Regions from separate parts of the Mus musculus genome. Here all the other regions are linked to region 2. Evidence: chromatin contacts called from public Hi-C, HiChIP or PLAC-seq, Micro-C and promoter capture Hi-C data. All regions are on one chromosome and are shown on one strand. Each heading gives the region's core, a stretch centred on a gene start, on an enhancer-like site or on the middle of the called end of the contact. The rest is flanking DNA. Distances are from core to core; before and after follow the strand shown.

Region 1 (2,818 bases), core at 47-2,546, 290 kb before region 2:
GTTTTTGGTTTTTAGTTTTTCGAGACAGGATTTCTCTGTATAGCCCTGGCTGTCCTGGAACTCACTCTGTAGACCAGGCTGGCCTCGAACTCAGAAATCCGCCTGCCTCTGCCTCCCAAGTGCTGGGATAAAAGGCATGCGCCGCCACACCCGGCTCCAAAAATGTTTCTTAAGAAAACAAGTTTAGGAAATGAGGGTTACACAACATTCATCCAGTGAAGGGCTTTTACAGTTGCACAATACCAAATACTATACAAATGTCTATTTATCCTCTCATTTGAGTACCTCTCATATCATAATAAATAAAAACTCTCCCAAACTTAGCACCCTATGTAACAAGAAACCTCCCTAATATGGCATCTTCAGAACTGATAGTTGACCCGGGAAACTCTAAGAAATGCTACTTGAGGCCTGAAGAACCATGGGTGAAAAGCATGGGGCAGGCAGATGGGTGATAACTGTTCTATACTAGTGATGGTGGGAGGGATGTGAAGAGGCATGCCCTTGGGAAAATGATGACTTCAAAGGAGAAACTCTACATGGGTCTGTGTTAGTAGACAATATTAGTAGGGAATATGAAAGAAAGCATAAGACTCATGCAAAGGTGACAGAAGAAGACATGGTTCAGAAAATACAGATGACATAAAAATCAAGCACGGTCACGTAAGTGGTTTCTGTGGATTCTTGAATTGAAACCAACTTAGGGAGAAAGTAAAGAGGAATAAGAAATAAGTAACTTCTAAAACTAACCAGTAAGACACAAACAGACCATACAGTAATCTAAGCCTTTGGGTAATTTACAAAAGACTAAACCAAACCAAACAACAACAACAAAAACAACAACAACAACAAAATAAAACCAAAACCCTATTCACTGTTGCCCAACAATGTGTTAGAAATTAATTACAAATTAACATTTTTAGAATTTACTCACATAAGCAAATAGCAAAGATAATTAAAAGATCATGCTCACCCACATGTCTCCAATACATCAATTATATGGTAAGCAGATTTATATACTTTCTAATGTATCTATAAAGTATAAAAGCAAACCTCTTGACACAGAATTTGATTGTATACACATTCTCTCTTTACCTCCTGCAATGCTATCTTTACTAAATAGAAGAATCACAAGCAAAAAGAAATGCATGCTAATTATAACTGTATGTTTATAAGCCACAGCATTAAGGAGAGAGTCCTATTCTTGGTTGATTGGTTGGCTGTGGTATAGAGGCATGCTCTATTTCACTGGTGATGACTAAGGGCAAATATTAGTAAAATAGGTGGCACATGTCCATGAAAGTTGTTTGAACAGAGTCTAGTCACAGATGAGCCAGTCATAATCTCACACACCCAGCACAAGTGCTTTGAAGAATGAGACACCAAATAGCACTACAATGGCTGAGACTGCTTTTTCTTTCTTTCTTTTTGTTTGTTTGTTTGTTTTAATAGATAGAATTTGGTATCAGAGTCAACATTTGTCTTCTGTGGTGTAAGCATTCAAAGGTGACATGAAATACTGACAGCAATCTTGAGAGAGAGTATCTTCCTTGGACAGGACAGATTTGTGATAAAAAATAATCATCCATAAAAATTAGTTTCAGTTAAAATTAACAAGAAGATATCATCTAACTATTCATAGGCCCAAGAAATGCATGTTGAAACTGAAATAAGATTTGTGACCACCAGACAGGCCTTATTAGCTGTGTCTGGTGCTAGAGATGAGACAAACTTAGTAAAGACAGAGAAAGAGACTCCTCTCCTACTGTGAAGGCTGGTTTCCTGATTCCTTCCCTTTAAGTGGCTCCGATATAAGGCTGTCCTAAGGAAACAATGGTTTTGTTCCTACGAGCCTATTCCTACTTGTTTTTATTTTCCACCATGATTTGTAAGAGTAATTTCTACAAATCTCCACTTTGGGGGTAACTTTTCTTTCACCATTTGTTTATATGGACTCTCTTAGAGCAGTGTATATATATATGACTAGTATTATTTATCTTAAATGGTTATGTCTCGAATTCCCATTCTCTCTTAGTTTCAAAGTGTTTTAGATTATATACTTTGCTAATTTAACTGCCTACTTGTATGAGCAATTCACTTACCCAATTTTATAAAACTCCTTTAGGATATAGTCTTCACACAGAAATTCAAAGTCCTTATGAATGTCTGACAATATGAAATCTACCTTGCATCTTTGCCAACATGAATGACTTATTTCTACTGCCCTGACAAAGAAGCTCTCTAAGGTAACTAAATTCTAGCTTATACAAGGTTTCCTCTAGTAATTCAATAGTTAGGAAAATCCCTAGGTAAACTTCCCACGATAGAATTCCCTCTCTCAGTGGAAGCAGACTTTCTTAAGTCATACTTCTTTTTCCTTCTTTTCCCCTAGTTTCCTACCGGCACTATGGGCCTTTGTGCAGTCTTCTGGTCACTTTGCTCTTTTGCTCTTTGACACCTTATCTAATGCTGGGATTATTCCTTTTTTTTTTCTTTTTTTTTTTTTTTTTTTTTTTTTGGTTTTTCAAGACAGGGTTTCTCTGTGCAGCCCTGGCTGTCCTGGAACTCACTTTGTAGACCAGGCTGGCCTCGAACTCAGAAATCTTCCTGCCTCTGCCTCCCGAGTGCTGGGATTAGAGGCGTGTGCCACCACGCCCTGCTGCTGGGATTATTCTTAAGGTCATCTTGGGTATAGCTGAATTCCTTAATCAATTGGTAAATAAGTCACTGCATTTAATAATCAAAGAGATTTATTCAACAAATAGTTAAGCTTCTATGTGCAAGGGGTTACCAATATCATCATCTTTGTTGTCCTTTG
Region 2 (2,700 bases), core at 5-2,504:
AAGACACTGTGTTGCTATAAAGTGTATTCGTAGGTATGGTTTAAGTTTGTCGGAGTATCCTGATTCAAAATGTGTTTCCCCAATCCTCAATATTAAACTGTTTCATTAAATACAGAACAAGACCCTAAGGACAACAGTGTATAATTCTTCTCAGTTGAAGCTGAGAATCTATTTCACATCAAAACCTGGAATGTACTAATGAAAATTCAGTATCTCACTGGGTATGTGGGTTCCAACATGAAACTCTTGTCACTGATAAAGCTTAAGGTAAACGGGTTAATAAGACACAATAAAATGGCTCTGTTGAGTTATACTGCCTTTTCCCCCACAGCAGTTCCTTTACCTAACCACTACAGTAAGCTTTAAAGTCAACTTCAGGGGTGCTAAGTCACGCAAGCTGGGCACAGAGGGGACGATGATCCTCAGCGTGGAGAACGATCGCCTTCAATTCACGTTTTCCATTTCCTTAACTGTGATACAGATGGGAGGGAAAATGTAAGCCCTTTCCTTTGAACTTCCCAGGGCCTCAAGGCACTAACTTTAAGAATTATTTCAAAGCTTATCCAATGAGGGGTAGTTCTACGACTGTAAAAGTTGCACGAGCCCCGCGAAGTGGGAATTGGGGTGCAGACGCTGCCTATCGCGAGATCGAGGGTTAAACTGATTTATTAATGCAACTTTGCTGTCGTTCGGTTAGTTGTAAAGACTTATTAACTCCAAGAGCCCTTCCTCGCTTTAGAAAGCCCCGTCAGGCGGGATCCTGCGGAAACATCAGGCCTATGCCGAATCCTCTAATGAGGGGCCGCGAGGTGTTGGGTCTCGCCGCCTGAGGTGGATCCCGAGTAGGAAAGCGCAGGCCAGGCCTTGCTGCGCGGGAGCCATGGCACGATGTCCCAGTGTCCGCCTGGACTCTGCCCTTCCCAAGCTCCGCGCTAGGGAAAAGCATCGCCCGGGGCCACAGCGCGGCCGGGCAGAGCAGGAGGCCGCGCGTGCGCCCGGGAAGCGCGGCCCCGGCTCCGCCCTCCTCCCCCTCCGCTCCTCGCGGCCGCCGCCCCACTGGGAACTCCGCGCGGCGCGGCCCCGCGAGGCGGGCGCCGGGAGGGAGGGGCCGCGCTCCCCGCCTCCCGCGGCCAGCGCAGCTCCCAGCCAAGGCGACTCACCTCCTCCTCCTCCTCCTCCTCTCCTCCTCCTCCTCCACGGCTCCCTCCAGGCCACCGACAGCCCAGCTGGCGACGCGCTGACGCCGAGCCCCTCCCCCGCGGCCGCCACCGAGGCCGCAGCCCCTCCCCGCTGCGGCTGCCGCGGCCTTGGGGCGCGTCAGGCGCCGGCCCCGCCCTCGCCCCGCCCCTCCCCGCCCACAAGCCTGAGGCTCCGCCCCCGGACGGCGGCCTCCACGCCTAGTCGGTGACTCAGAGGACGCGCGGTGCTGGGCGAACTCTCCACGGTGGCGCGGCTCCTCACACCTGCTCTCCGCCCACGGGCCCCGCGTACGCTTTCCAGTCAGGCCAGCGCCCCCGCCGCCCCTTCGGCTTTTCCGTACTCTCTCTCACTCCTCTGGTCGCTGCCTCCGCTCGCTCGCGCTGCGGCCTTCTCTTCCCCTGAGAGGTCTGGGGGCTGACTCACCGGCTCGCACGTTCTCAGGCAGGTGGCTAGCCGGCACCTGTAGTCCCCTTCCCTGTCCTTCCGGGCGCGCCTAAGCCTCGGGGACCCCGCAAGGCGAGTGCACACCCTCCTGCAGGTATTGGTCAGCACGCCCCGCTTTCCCCCCCCCCCCCCTCGGAATTCTTGCGGGACCTCTCCTAGCCGATGCTGGCGTTTCCTGTACTTAACTTATATGCAGCCTTTTGGCTGTCGAGACTATACGTATTACAGATGCATCTTAGAGTATTAATAATAACATATCTGCGGTCCCCACAAGAGCAGCTACAGAGCAATTAAAAGTCAGAAAGAATCCAAGAAAGTCTAAATGGTTTCTATTAAAAATAGGAATTTATCTCCCTTACATTTCTGTGAGTCTGAATTAGTGATTTCGTATTTGGGATCACGTTGTGGATTAAATGATTCATGCAAAGACAGAACATGCAACGGTAGGTCTATGCTTTTATCTGGTAACTTCATTTTTAAAGCTACAACTTGGAACAGACTGTAGTGCAGAAATGCATTAAGCATACCAAAATAACAGAGCCTGATTAGGCCTTTGGAGTTACAACCACAAGTTGCTTAAAGTTATGTGAGAAAACATTGTTATCCTTAAATTGAACAGTGAAAACGATCTTCTGTTCTAAACAAAGCCCACACTCTATGTGGACCTCCAAAGCTTAAAACCTCTGTTGACTTGAACAACAGTATCCCGAGCATTTAAAAAGCCTAATAAACCATCTGTCCATCTACTTTTACACAAATTGGGAAACACAAAAAAAGTGAATGCAGAAAGCTGAAAATGAGAATTCCAAATGGCAAATGGATCTAGTAAATCCTTTTTCACAGAATAAAATATTGGGGAAAAGCCCAAAGCCTACTATTATTCATCAATCTGGAAAAAGCCATAATTTTATACATGAATTGTATACTTAAGATCACCGGGAGTCTTTATTATTATTTTGCTGATTAAGATCTGAAGTCCAGAGAAAATGAGTTGCCTAGCCAATATGCCCAGATTTCCCAAGACCTGTCTCACATACTTGTCAGCATAGGATTTAG
Region 3 (2,700 bases), core at 85-2,584, 450 kb before region 2:
GTACCAAAGACATTAAGTACACAGAGGTAAAGGCTCTATGTAGGAATCAGCTCACCCTCTCTTTGTTCAGTGAGTTGTATAGGTGTTATATTCAGCAATTGGGTCTTGTCAGTTTATAGAGAGCAACCTATTTCCTTAGCAATAGCCTGGGTTCTTCGGGGAATTTTATGGAACAATCCAACTGGATATAACCCAGTCCTGCCACTGAAAGGTTTGTTTGGTGACAAAAGATGGTTGATTGGGACTCTGTTCCATTATTTGAAGACTTCATTAGAATTACCTTCATATATTTTAAGAAGTTTCTTTAAAATACTCAGAGAAAAAGTTAGGTTTATTCTTGATTTGAAGGTATAAGTGTACTGAAAAGATACAAGGACAGATTGATCAGGAAGCTGTAGGTAGCCATCCTACCAGATTACTGGCTACTCAAATGCCCATGGCCTCTTTGAAGAGAAAATACTAATTTATACATATTCTTTGGCAGAAGACAAGAACAAGTCTCTACTAGAACCCCAATGTTTTTTCAGGAAACTTTGCTACAACTTTGATGTTCTTCAGGAAACTTTTGGGTTTGTATTTCTATAGTCCTGCAGTGTTATTGACAATTCTGTCCTAATTTCTGTCCAAATTATTGTGTATTTAAGTGTTATTGACAATTCTGTCCAAAGATGACCATCTACATGCTTCTAGGAGTCTATGTTTGCATAAAGACTGTGCCACTTCTGAACCCAGAATCCTTCTTTTAACATATCCTGCTTCATGGCATCTGACATTTGTCCTGTCTTTGTTCCAAGAAGTCATGTGATGGGAAAGGGGTGGGTGTCTAGGATATCGTGACCTTTGTTGCATAATGTTGTTATGACTCAGAGACTCCTATTAGAGTTTTAGTGAAGCAAACCTAGATGAAACTCCCAGATTATCTCCAAGATGGTCTCTGTATTACTTCTGTGTCGTTCTTTGACTAAGCACTGTAAAATTTTACCGTCCCCAAACATCAATATGTTTTATAGCACATGGTCCCAGTAGGGCAGAACTCATGGACAACCTACCCGGTGGGTCCTGCTTGGGATCTTCCATGAGGCTGCAGTCACCTGAAGCTTAAGAAGAGGTGGATGAAATACTTGTAATGTGGCTTTTCACATAGGAGGCAAGTTAATACTGGGTGTTTATAAGGTCTTAATTTCCTTTCCCCTGGGCTTTTCAGGAGATTCTCAATATAGCAGTTGGCTCTACCTAAAGAAAGTAGTCTCAGAAAAGAAGGGATAAGGCACAGTGACTCACAAATCAGCATAGCAAGTCACCAACGGTAGGTCGGCTCTAGGCGATGAGAAAGAGCTCTACAAGGACATGTGAACAGAAAGGAATGTCATCCAAGGCTGTTCTCCCTCATCATGCCATTACTCATAACTCCCTCTCTCATGAAATAGAGTTTATTCTTTGGCCAGCTTGAATCTAAACTGGCCCGTGGCTGCTTTGACTAGGTGAATCCAGAAGTTGTGCTGCGTCACTGTAGACTTGAGTCCAACTACTAGTTTGAATTTAGTGCTTTCTAGAGTCCTGGGCTTCCACATAAGAAGTTCAGATTGCTCTAATGAAAATGGTTAAATGAAGGTGGGTTAGTATATCAGGCATATGTGTACACTAGGCCAAGCAGAGATTTTTCTCATCACTTAGGACTGACTAGACTGGGCTTGCTATGCTGAAGCATGAGTCTCAGTGGCCTTTCCCTTGTGACATTGTTTTCTTTGATACAGCTCAACCCTATTCTGAGGCCACCAAGCAAGCCTAGCTATCTGGTAGGGTTATCAGACATAATCTGTTGCTTTCTTCCTTCACCCCAAGTTGATATGGATGTTATAAAGACAGAAAACAAAACCAAAAAGAACTAGAATAAAATTTATGTAAGTTTTGATATTTTCTCTTGGTTACTGCGTTAGTTTCTTCTCCTCTTGCTTTGATAAAACACCCTGAGACTTGTGAGAAAGGGGTTCATTTCTGTGCCCATACAAGGACATAGCCCATCATTGCAGAAAAGTCAAAGTAGCAGGAATTTGGAACAGCTGGTCATACTGTATCCACAATCAGGAAACTGTGATGAATGCTAGCACTCAGCTCACTTACTCTTCTTTGTATAGTGTCTTAGTCACTGTTTTATTACTGTAAAGAGATACCACAACCAATGTAACTCTTCTTTTACAAAGCATTTAATTGGAGACTTGTTTACAGTTTCAGAGGGTTATTCTATTATCATTGTGTTTGGGAACATGGAGGCAGGCAAGCATGGCACAGTAACTGAGAGGTGCATCCTACTCCATAGTCAGAAGGGTGGGTGGGATAGGGGAGGGAGAGATAGTGAGTCCGTGGACCTGGGACTGGCATGAGCTTTGGAAATCTCAAAGCCTACCCCAAGTGACACACATCCTCCAACAAGGCCACACCTCCTAATCCTTCTAATCCTTTCAAAATAGTGCCACTCCCTGATGACTAAGCATATAAGCCTATGGGAGCTATTTTTTTTCTGAACCACCATATACAGTGTAAAACCTAAGGCCCAGGTAGAATGCTACCCATTTTTAGGATGAGTCTTTTCATCTCAAATAACCTAATCAATATAATCTCTCACAGACATGGCCAGAGGCTAAGTAATCCTTCAGAGGTGTGCCTAAAAGCTTGCCTCCTAGGTGATTCCGTACCCCAGCA
Region 4 (2,700 bases), core at 194-2,693, 400 kb before region 2:
AAATGGCGAGGGAACATGGGCTGCTGCTTCATGCTGATGACATTGAAAACGAAGGGTAACAGGAATCCGGTCATTTTTCATTTGTATGCAAAATATTCTGTTCCAGAAATTAACCCCTGGGCCCCATGTCTCTTTCCATCTCCAGGAATTTTCTTTGCCAGCCACTTGGAGCAATCTTCCCTTGGTCCTGAGGTCACAGGGTTCCCCCTCCTTTAAAAGTAAAGGGTTCTCTGGCCAGGTCAGAATGCCTCTTTGTTTCTCCTCATTACTGGAGGATAAAGAGCCCTGCCCCACGAGGCCTGTGGTAAAAGGCACTTCTTTAACGGCCAGCAGCATTGAAATGCAAACTTCCACTACTTTGACCAAATAACTCTCATTGACCACTTGCGGAGCATTAAGGTAAACCCTTTACAATGGATCAATCCCAGCAACCACCTTTTCAGCCAGGTCTTCAACTGTTAAAAAGTCTCTTTGTTACTTACCACCTTAGACAAATGTCACCATCTACATGTGAAGCGGAGAGGGGTGATTGAGGCTTTTAATTGATGTGGATTTAATTATGCTAATTTAGACAGCTGTAAAGCATCTCAGAATAGCAGCATAACAGGGCAAACAAATACAGGTGCCCTTCACTGCAGGGGCTTAATTTTTAACCTAGGCACTTGAAAGGAGGAAGAGAACTCAAAAGGCCGAGACTCCCACTCCCTCACTGAAATATTTAGCAGGCTAAGTAGTCATTCTTTAACCCTTGGTCTTATTTAAAAGCCTCAAACCCATCTTTGATTAGAATAGAAAAAGTTTAAACAATGGCTCTATCCAGAATTATTCAAGACAACAGCAAAATAGAATTGGGAAATTTCAAATGACCTTTATTTCTTTCTCAAAAATATCACAAAATGGGAATGATTTTTTTCTGATGTAGTAAAATCTGTACAGAGCATTTTCTTAAGAAGGACAAGATCCTGATTTTTTTAAAACTTTTAAAAAATGTTTTAGAATACCTATCTGCCCCCCCCCTTTTTTTTTTACCTCACTGTTGGCAAATGGCAGACAGTCACCTTCGCTGGTTCAAAGTCACAATCCTTAGCTCTCTGCACTTCTGTCTCCTGCCAGTGCTCTCTGTTGAGTAAAATGGAAACTATAAATTGGTTGGGGGCTTAATAAGAAAGAGAAGGAGTCTTGAGCATGCCACACAGGCAGAAGAGCCCCTGGCCTCTTGGTTAGCTGCTCTGGAGGGAGGCTCCCTCCCTAAGGCCAGGCCATACCAGGCCAGGTCTTGTGAAAGAAAATGAAGAAAGAAATCTGAAGGGCTTTTATGGCTGTTTTGTGGCTTGCCTGGGTCTAAAAAAAAAAAAAACGCCTCAGTTCCTCACATCTGGAGTCCCCACTCTTCCAGGCCCAGGATGTCACCACAGACACAGCAGCAGGCTGGACAAAGGGTTTTTCAATGAGTCATCTTCCTTTCTCCCAGCCGGGCCCTGCTCACCCTGGTCAGCCTTCTCTTCTGTGTCTCCCTTTGTTCGGTAGTAATCAGCTGTGTAATTAGCTGGAGAAGAAAGGGCCCAAGGAGAAGACAGACTTCTCTGTTCCACCCAGAGGGACAGCATGGCCTGCCTAGTCCTTCCCAGCACACATAATTTGGGGTGTGATTTCATTTCGAGCTTTTACTAATCCTTCTGTCTTCAATGATTTATTTAAGTTCTCTGATTTCACTGACTAAATGGAAGAATCACTTGTAGCTGACAGAGCAGTGGAGCCTGTCCAGCAGGTACAGTGGAGAGCCCCTTGAACACAGGCTGCATATCCCAGAATTCTTTGGACATCCTTATCATATATTTTTGTTTTATTAACTTTTAAAAATTCCTTCCTTCTGTCAATTTGTTATTTGTTTGTTATTTGACACCTCCCCCATCTCTTGTTGCTTCCCACAGATTCTTTTAACGTCTTTTCATCTTTTTTCATAAACTTTTGTTGCTTTTTTGTTTGTTTTTGAGACTGGGTCTCTCACTACATTGCTCTGGCTATCTTATGTAAACAAGGCCTGGCTTCATCTTTTTCCTTTTCGAGGGTCATACTGGGAATAGAGAAGAAGAAGAAGGAGAAGGAGAAGAAGAAGACGACAACTCTACCTATATATATCCTATAAAACATATTCACTAGTCTTCTGAGTGCCCATGGTAGTGAATAGCTCTAATCTCAATATGAGGCAAATGATCAGAGTTAAGCCAGCCTGGTCTTCGTACTGAGTTCCAGGTTAGCCAGGGACTACAAGGTAAGACTGCTCCCCATCCCCCAAATATGATTTAGATAAAATTCTGGCATTGTTTACGTAAAGAAATTCAAAGTAGTGTAAGCATATAACTTTACATAAGTTATTTATCCTTAATATGAAATCAATGCCAACATGGAGGGACGGAGCTTTACCTCAGCAGTATGTATGCGCTTAGTATGTTTGAAGGCCTGGGTCTAATCCACAGTACCACAAAAAAACACATGTATAAAGATTTTAGTGTGGGTTGGCTGCAGGTGTGATCCCAGCAGTGACAGGATTCCATTCTTAAAATCTCAGCAATGGTTGTGGCCTTTTGATATCTCAGAGGAGCTAAGTCATAAAAACACCACCAACGCATTGCTTCTCTTTTTCTGCTAACGTGAAACCTGAGCTCATACAAATTATTCCCTCTCTCATGATGTGAAAAC
Region 5 (2,803 bases), core at 210-2,709, 300 kb before region 2:
TCTTGCTGTGTGGTAGACTGCCCGGACTGCAGCCCCTTTGCTACCTGCTACCAGTCCATTCTGTGCTTCAAAGATACGTCAATCAGATGCAAGGTGCTATGACATATATCAGACATGAACAACGTAAATGAGGGAAGGTTTGTTTTGTCTCTCTTTTAGCTTGAGGCAATGTAGATCTTCTGACTGGTAGAGCAGGCTGCTTACGTCAGGGCAGCAAGGAACAGCAAGAGAGAAGGCGGGTCTCCTTTTTATTTGGTCCCGAGCCTTAGATTATGGGGTGGCACTGACATATTTGGGGTGGTTTTTCTCCATTATTAATCCTCTGGAAGTGCTCTCACAAGACGCAGGCACATTTTAACATATGTTTACATGTTGAGAGCCCACCATTGCTTTAGAATCTACATATGAATGAATGCTGAGGTACATTTTTCTGTTTCTGGTTTACTTCCCTTAATGTATTGTCCTTCATGTTTATCCACTTTATCACAAATGTCAGGATCTATTCTATTTTTATTTGCTAAATAGTATCTATGATGTATGAATGCCCCATTTTCTTTATCCACCAGTCTGGTTGATTCCCTATCTTAGCTATCATAAATAGACTGATTTGATTTTCTTTGGATTCACAATAATGGGAGTGTTGGATTACATAATTAATTTTCAATTTTGTGAGAAATTTTATTCTGATTTCCATAATGGCTGTACTAGTTTACATTCCTGTCTTAGTCAGTGATCCATTGCTACGATGAGACACCATGACCAAAGTAACTTGGGGAGAAAAGGGGTTTATTCAGATTCAGCTTATGCTTCCATGATGCAGTTCATCACTGAAGGAAGTCAGGACAAGAACTCAAATAGGGCAGGAACCTGCAGACAGGAGCTGAGGCAAAGGTCATGGAGAGGGGCTGCTTTTTTATAGAACCCAGGCCCACTAGTCTGGGCATGGCATCACCCATAATGGCTTGGCTCTTCCCAGTTGACCACTAACTGAGAAAATGCCTTACAGCTGGATCTCATGGAGGCATTTCCTCAACTGAGGGTCTCTGACGACTCTAGCTTGTATCAAGTTGACATAAAACTAGCCAGTACACATTTCTATCTTTTTCTTACGTTCCAGCCAACATGTTTTTAAAAGATTATTCTAACTTGGCTTAAATGAGAGCTCCTTGAAGTACTGGCTGTGGGTGTCTTTAGTTAATGTCTTCAGTCCACCAGGCCATCTTTAAATCATGTGATTTATTCTCTTGCTATCTAGGCATCATCATTATCACTCAAAAGCTTATGGCATCCATCCTGCTAAAAATGGAAATAATTTGTGATATTTACAGTGTGAGTGCTTGATGTAAAAGGTTCAAAAAAAAAAAAAAAACCCTTCTATCTAGGTTTAGTAATACCCTAACAGTCATACAATGAGAAGCGACATTTGGTAGCCTTTTATAGACTTCATTTACAAGGCAGCCACTTAGAAGTGTTTGTTCTGTAGTTTAATTCCATTTTTTCTGCACAGTATGTACTTGTTTTGGTAGGCTGAAAATGGAGACAAAAAAGGATGACTTTATTTAGCTGTATCGTTCTTTTTCTTTTTCTAAGAGTTAAGAAAAATGGATTTTAACCAATAGACGATAGTAGGCGAGATCAACAGTCCCGTGTCAGCTAATGAGGTGCTGGGCTTAATTCACTAATAAAAATAGCCAATGCTGGTTTATTAGAGATTTTTCTTGTCCAGGAACTGTGTATGCTAGCTCATTTTCATATATCATCTTTAATCCCTCAACACAGGCTACATTATCCCTTTCCTCTAAAGAAGAAACTGCCACTAGAGAGTGGGCAGCCTGTCTTCAGACACGATGCTAATGACAGTCACAACTAGGGCTAAGACTCTGTCACAACTGCTGGAGGGCACAATTGATATTCTTGCACTTAGGATAGATTCAATGTTTACAACCAGGAAGCTAACAGTTAAATTTAAAATCTAGCATATTAAAAATTCTTTAAAGAAGTTGTACATATCTTACACATAATTCTGAAATTGCCATCTTCAGCCCTTGTTTCTCACCTTGGCTATCAACACTTGGCTATCAACTTCCTGTTAGAAATATCCAATTTCAGGTCAAGAACATATTTATAACTTAGTATGTTTCCCAGCTCACTAAATAGCATCTCCATTTGCCGACTATAGGCAAACTCTTTGGAGTGTATCCTGGCTTCTTCTGTTCACTATTATTGCTAGTGACCACCTGAGGCAGGGTGACAGATTACACAGTTGAGTATGCATAAAATCCTTGTTTGTAATATCAGGCTGGTAGACATTTGACAAGTGGCTTTGCTGAACAGCATTTATCTAATGTTCCAGAACTAGAGAGACACTATCATCATCAAGTGACATCTATGTCTAGATGGAAAGGAAGAGGGGCATAAGAGAGGGCTTGGGATGTTTTCTATTGTCCAAGCTTGGAAGTGGCTCCATCATCCTGAGTAAATGCTAAGATTAAATGAGGCAGTTATCCCAAATAGAGGCTAGAAAATGTGGTCCAACAATCTTCCCAAGAAAAGGAGAAAGTAATTTAGGGACCATCTACAGTCTTTTGTCTTGTGTTCTTACTCTAGGACTCCACTCCCTGGGGGTGTTCTTGCTGAAACCACTGACTGGGCCCAGCTGAAGAACACAGCCAGTCTCAAGAGTACACTGTTTCAAAAGCAGCAGCATTCAGGGTGCCATTCGGCTACCGTGGCAGGTGTAGAGTTACCATGGCATGCCAACCTGAGGCCAAGCATCAGTGTATATAACACTGATATCGCACGC
Region 6 (2,700 bases), core at 73-2,572, 320 kb after region 2:
GTCTTTTGAGAACAGTCTCTTCATAGATCATCCCAACAAGAATTCTTATCTCTGGGTCAGTTTCTGGGAAGCTCGCCAAGATATATACCTTTAAAATAATGAACAGGATAATCTTAGAATTATTTGACCACATCTTCAATATACACTAAATGGTCAGTTTTGAGGTGGGCATCAATAGAAGAATGCACTTGAGTTAGGGGGGGAAAACCCTAAAAAATAACAATGGCAAAAATTAATTTGTGTGTGTGCTCTTGGTGTCTCGTAAAAAGAGGAAGTAGTTTTTAAGGAGTTGCAAATGTATAAAATGCTACTGGCCTGGAGAAATTCCAGTGAATGAGATCTGCTTGTCTGTAGTACTTATCTTGGGATTTTTTTTTTACATTGACCAAAGTAGTTTCTGTCACATGATCAAAGCTAATCTCAGGACAGTTCAGACAAACAAGGATAATTATAAGCTCCATCTTCTACATATAAAGACTGTTATTTTCCACCACCAAAGACTGTTTTAGATGTATTAAACCACTTGTTTTCTGTGAGCAGAGACCTGGTCCCAAAGTGTTGTTCAAACCTAGGTCTCTATGCAAAATAAAAGGTCAACTTTACAACTAATTGGAGATACATCTACACCTTTTTCATAGGTTGCTCTTCAGATTCAATCCTGTTTAGCATTACATTGGAAATTCATCTACTAATCTGGAGTTAACTTCAGTCAAAGTTGTTTTTATATTAAATATACACATTAATCATGCCCTATTGTGTAAGGAAATTATTCTGGAATCTAGCAGTTAGAACTGACAAATCGTTATTGTCCCAGAGTTTGTGTGGCTAAGGACTGAGTGGTGGTGGAGGTGCTTCTATTTTAGGGACTTGCACAAGGTCGAAGCAAAAGTGTTATCCACAGCTGCAGTCAGTCTCCTTTGCAAGCTCAGCAGAGTGAGGACTGGCTTTTACCTCCGCCAAGGTGGTTCAGGGCTCAGCTTCTTGGGTGTTCTTGCAGGGCAGCCTGGCGGGCTCCATTTCCTCCCTGGCTAGTGGCCAGTGACATCCCTCAGTTCCTTGTCATGTAGCACTTTTCATGGTGTAGTTCACAAGATGGCAGCTGGCATTCCTTAGAGTGAGCAAGTGACAGAAAGCAAGAAAGGATGGGCCTCAGAGAAGGCAGAGCATTTTCGTAACTGAATCTTGGAAATGACACCCCATCAATTTTTTTTTTTTTTGCTGTATTTTCTCAGTTAGAAATGAGTCACTAGACCTGGCCCATGCCCACGTTCAACGAGTGGATTATACATGGACAGTGTGGCAGGAGCCTTTTTAGAGGCTGCCTACCACAATGTGTCACTTGGCTTCCTCATCTATGAGGACCAGCGACTTGATCCAACCACTGTTTTCTCTTTAAGGAAGCACTGGATATTTTCAATATGTTAATTTCATGGGTTTAGGCATATGTGCTGCAGTTTAGTGCTCTTCTTTCTCGCTTGTTCTCCCTGCCACCCACTCTCCAATTTCTCTTCTCCTTTTGCCTGTCCTTGCTTGCTTCCTCTGCCCTCGTGCTTCAAGCTCTACTCACTTCTCTTTCAGGCTCCCTGATTTGCCCTCTCCTCCTTTCTCATGCTCTCCTGGTCACTGTCTTTAAAGAATGTGAATTGTGTATATCTGTTCGTACTACCATGGCCCTTGCTGTTCTCCCATCTGCTCCTAGGGACCATGGCCAACCAGCAATTTTAGATTCTGCCTTTTAAGTTTCTAAAGAAAGTGATCCAATTCAACTATTGGGTTTGGTGGTGTTTTTTTTTTCTTCTTCTTCAAGTTCCTTTAGGAGGATGACACCATAATGATGTGAGAGGAAAAAAAAATTAATAGAACACTGAGGAATCCCAATTTAGAGGGTCAGTAGAAGGTGGAGGATTTGCACTTGCTACTTTTCCAAGCATAATGTCAGATAGGAGGTTTAACTACTGTCTTTTCTTGTGAATTCTGTTAATTAATAAAAATGATATAGAACAAAGACATATCCCAGGGTGGTGATGATAATACTATAGCTGGTAGTTGATGGTAACATTGGTGTGTCCTGCGATGGTAGTTATAATGATTTTGTTGGTGATGTAGGTGAGGGTATATTGTTACTCACTAGCTTGACAGTGTTCAGTCCTTGAGACAAACTTCATCTGTCTCCAGTGTATAGCCTCACTTGAATGGATGCATGTAGACTAAAGAAGATGTAAGCAAACTGGACTGATAGGCTAGTTCAGTCACTAAAGATGTGGAGAAATATTTTTTTTCTTAAAGCTGATATGACTTTTAGAAAAACTAGTTAGTAGTAGTATTATTTCTATTTTCAGCCATAGAAGAAACACTCAAAGAAAGCAGACTACTTTTATCTACTAGGGAAAAAGAGCTTATTTTACATGTAGGGTTGATAAATAGTAGTTATCGACAATTGAGAGTGATTCCAAAGCTTGAATTTATCTGTCTGTTTGACTCTTTGTCTGTCTATCTATATTTGCATCTTGGGGGCAAAGACGTGATTAGAATGCTCAACTTTCCATGCCTACAAAACTAGTTGGCACCTATCTACTGATTTCAATGCAGGACTTACAGTCAGCAGACATCAAACAAGTAGCATTCGGATCACTTGAAGAATAGTTGTTTAGTGAGTTACAATGAATGAAGTCTTTAATGAGTGCTGGCATCAAATTCTGG

The links. Promoter capture Hi-C pulls out the DNA fragments that hold promoters and counts their contacts. A called contact is a pair of places that touch in the nucleus more often than the background predicts. HiChIP or PLAC-seq counts read pairs in DNA pulled down with a chosen protein or histone mark.
Region 1: a contact with region 2 is called in an HNF4G HiChIP or PLAC-seq map of pancreatic cancer cells. The contact joins the enhancer-like site here to the promoter of Gtdc1 in region 2. A contact is called at or near these places in 1 of 39 promoter capture datasets (3T3-L1-derived adipocytes), 2 of 484 Hi-C or Micro-C datasets (cerebral cortex and rod photoreceptor) and 3 of 115 datasets of contacts at active chromatin or transcription factors (bone marrow-derived macrophages, neural progenitor cells and pancreatic cancer cells).
Region 3: a promoter capture Hi-C map of trophoblast stem cells shows a contact between it and region 2, with 5 times the contacts expected there. The contact joins the enhancer-like site here to the promoter of Gtdc1 in region 2. A contact is called at or near these places in 11 of 39 promoter capture datasets (the 3T3-L1 cell line, 3T3-L1-derived adipocytes, cranial neural crest and 4 more), 3 of 484 Hi-C or Micro-C datasets (the G1E-ER4 cell line, the N1E-115 cell line and embryonic stem cells) and 13 of 115 datasets of contacts at active chromatin or transcription factors (the 230-238 cell line, embryonic stem cells, epiblast stem cells and 4 more).
Region 4: a contact with region 2 is called in a Micro-C map of embryonic stem cells, with 4 times the contacts expected there. The contact joins the enhancer-like site here to the promoter of Gtdc1 in region 2. A contact is called at or near these places in 4 of 39 promoter capture datasets (3T3-L1-derived adipocytes, cranial neural crest, embryonic stem cells and 1 more), 1 of 15 datasets of contacts at CTCF or cohesin (the NIH/3T3 cell line), 6 of 484 Hi-C or Micro-C datasets (the N1E-115 cell line, embryonic stem cells, myocytes and 2 more) and 13 of 115 datasets of contacts at active chromatin or transcription factors (the 230-238 cell line, bone marrow-derived macrophages, embryonic fibroblasts and 6 more).
Region 5: a Hi-C map of cortical neurons shows a contact between it and region 2, with 1.7 times the contacts expected there. The contact joins the enhancer-like site here to the promoter of Gtdc1 in region 2. A contact is called at or near these places in 1 of 39 promoter capture datasets (3T3-L1-derived adipocytes), 3 of 484 Hi-C or Micro-C datasets (cerebral cortex, cortical neurons and rod photoreceptor) and 2 of 115 datasets of contacts at active chromatin or transcription factors (bone marrow-derived macrophages and neural progenitor cells).
Region 6: a contact with region 2 is called in an H3K4me3 HiChIP or PLAC-seq map of bone marrow-derived macrophages, with 4 times the contacts expected there. The contact joins the enhancer-like site here to the promoter of Gtdc1 in region 2. A contact is called at or near these places in 1 of 39 promoter capture datasets (HPC-7-derived erythroid cells), 2 of 484 Hi-C or Micro-C datasets (cardiomyocytes and cerebral cortex), 2 of 115 datasets of contacts at active chromatin or transcription factors (bone marrow-derived macrophages and microglia) and 1 of 9 other capture datasets (liver).

The regions. Positions count from the first base shown.
Region 1 is chr2:44,640,820-44,643,637 of GRCm38.p6, forward strand. All of the region lies in intron 5 of Gtdc1 (glycosyltransferase-like domain containing 1), which reads right to left. Among named protein-coding and RNA genes, the nearest start is that of Gm52509, 13 kb to the right of the region's middle. Within about 2 kb of position 1,297, at least 8 of the 459 cell types and tissues checked have an H3K27ac peak or open chromatin away from gene starts, as enhancers often do. A contact at or near this core is called in pancreatic cancer cells, where this site is marked.
Region 2 is chr2:44,925,982-44,928,681 of GRCm38.p6, forward strand. Gtdc1 (glycosyltransferase-like domain containing 1) reads right to left here and starts at 1,255. Exons shown (of 11, transcript NM_001362987.1): 1 at 1,161-1,255.
Region 3 is chr2:44,478,552-44,481,251 of GRCm38.p6, forward strand. No RefSeq gene overlaps it. Among named protein-coding and RNA genes, the nearest start is that of Gm39806, 21 kb to the right of the region's middle. Within about 2 kb of position 1,335, at least 4 of the 459 cell types and tissues checked have an H3K27ac peak or open chromatin away from gene starts, as enhancers often do. A contact at or near this core is called in trophoblast stem cells, where this site is marked.
Region 4 is chr2:44,525,083-44,527,782 of GRCm38.p6, forward strand. No RefSeq gene overlaps it. Among named protein-coding and RNA genes, the nearest start is that of Gm39806, 25 kb to the left of the region's middle. Within about 2 kb of position 1,444, at least 140 of the 459 cell types and tissues checked have an H3K27ac peak or open chromatin away from gene starts, as enhancers often do. A contact at or near this core is called in the N1E-115 cell line, the NIH/3T3 cell line, embryonic fibroblasts and 5 more, where this site is marked.
Region 5 is chr2:44,621,247-44,624,049 of GRCm38.p6, forward strand. The region is part of intron 6 of Gtdc1 (glycosyltransferase-like domain containing 1); the gene reads right to left. Among named protein-coding and RNA genes, the nearest start is that of Gm52509, 32 kb to the right of the region's middle. Within about 2 kb of position 1,460, at least 8 of the 459 cell types and tissues checked have an H3K27ac peak or open chromatin away from gene starts, as enhancers often do. A contact at or near this core is called in cortical neurons, where this site is marked.
Region 6 is chr2:45,245,354-45,248,053 of GRCm38.p6, forward strand. It overlaps Vis1. Among named protein-coding and RNA genes, the nearest start is that of Gm28643, 110 kb to the left of the region's middle. Within about 2 kb of position 1,323, at least 51 of the 459 cell types and tissues checked have an H3K27ac peak or open chromatin away from gene starts, as enhancers often do. A contact at or near this core is called in bone marrow-derived macrophages, cerebral cortex and microglia, where this site is marked.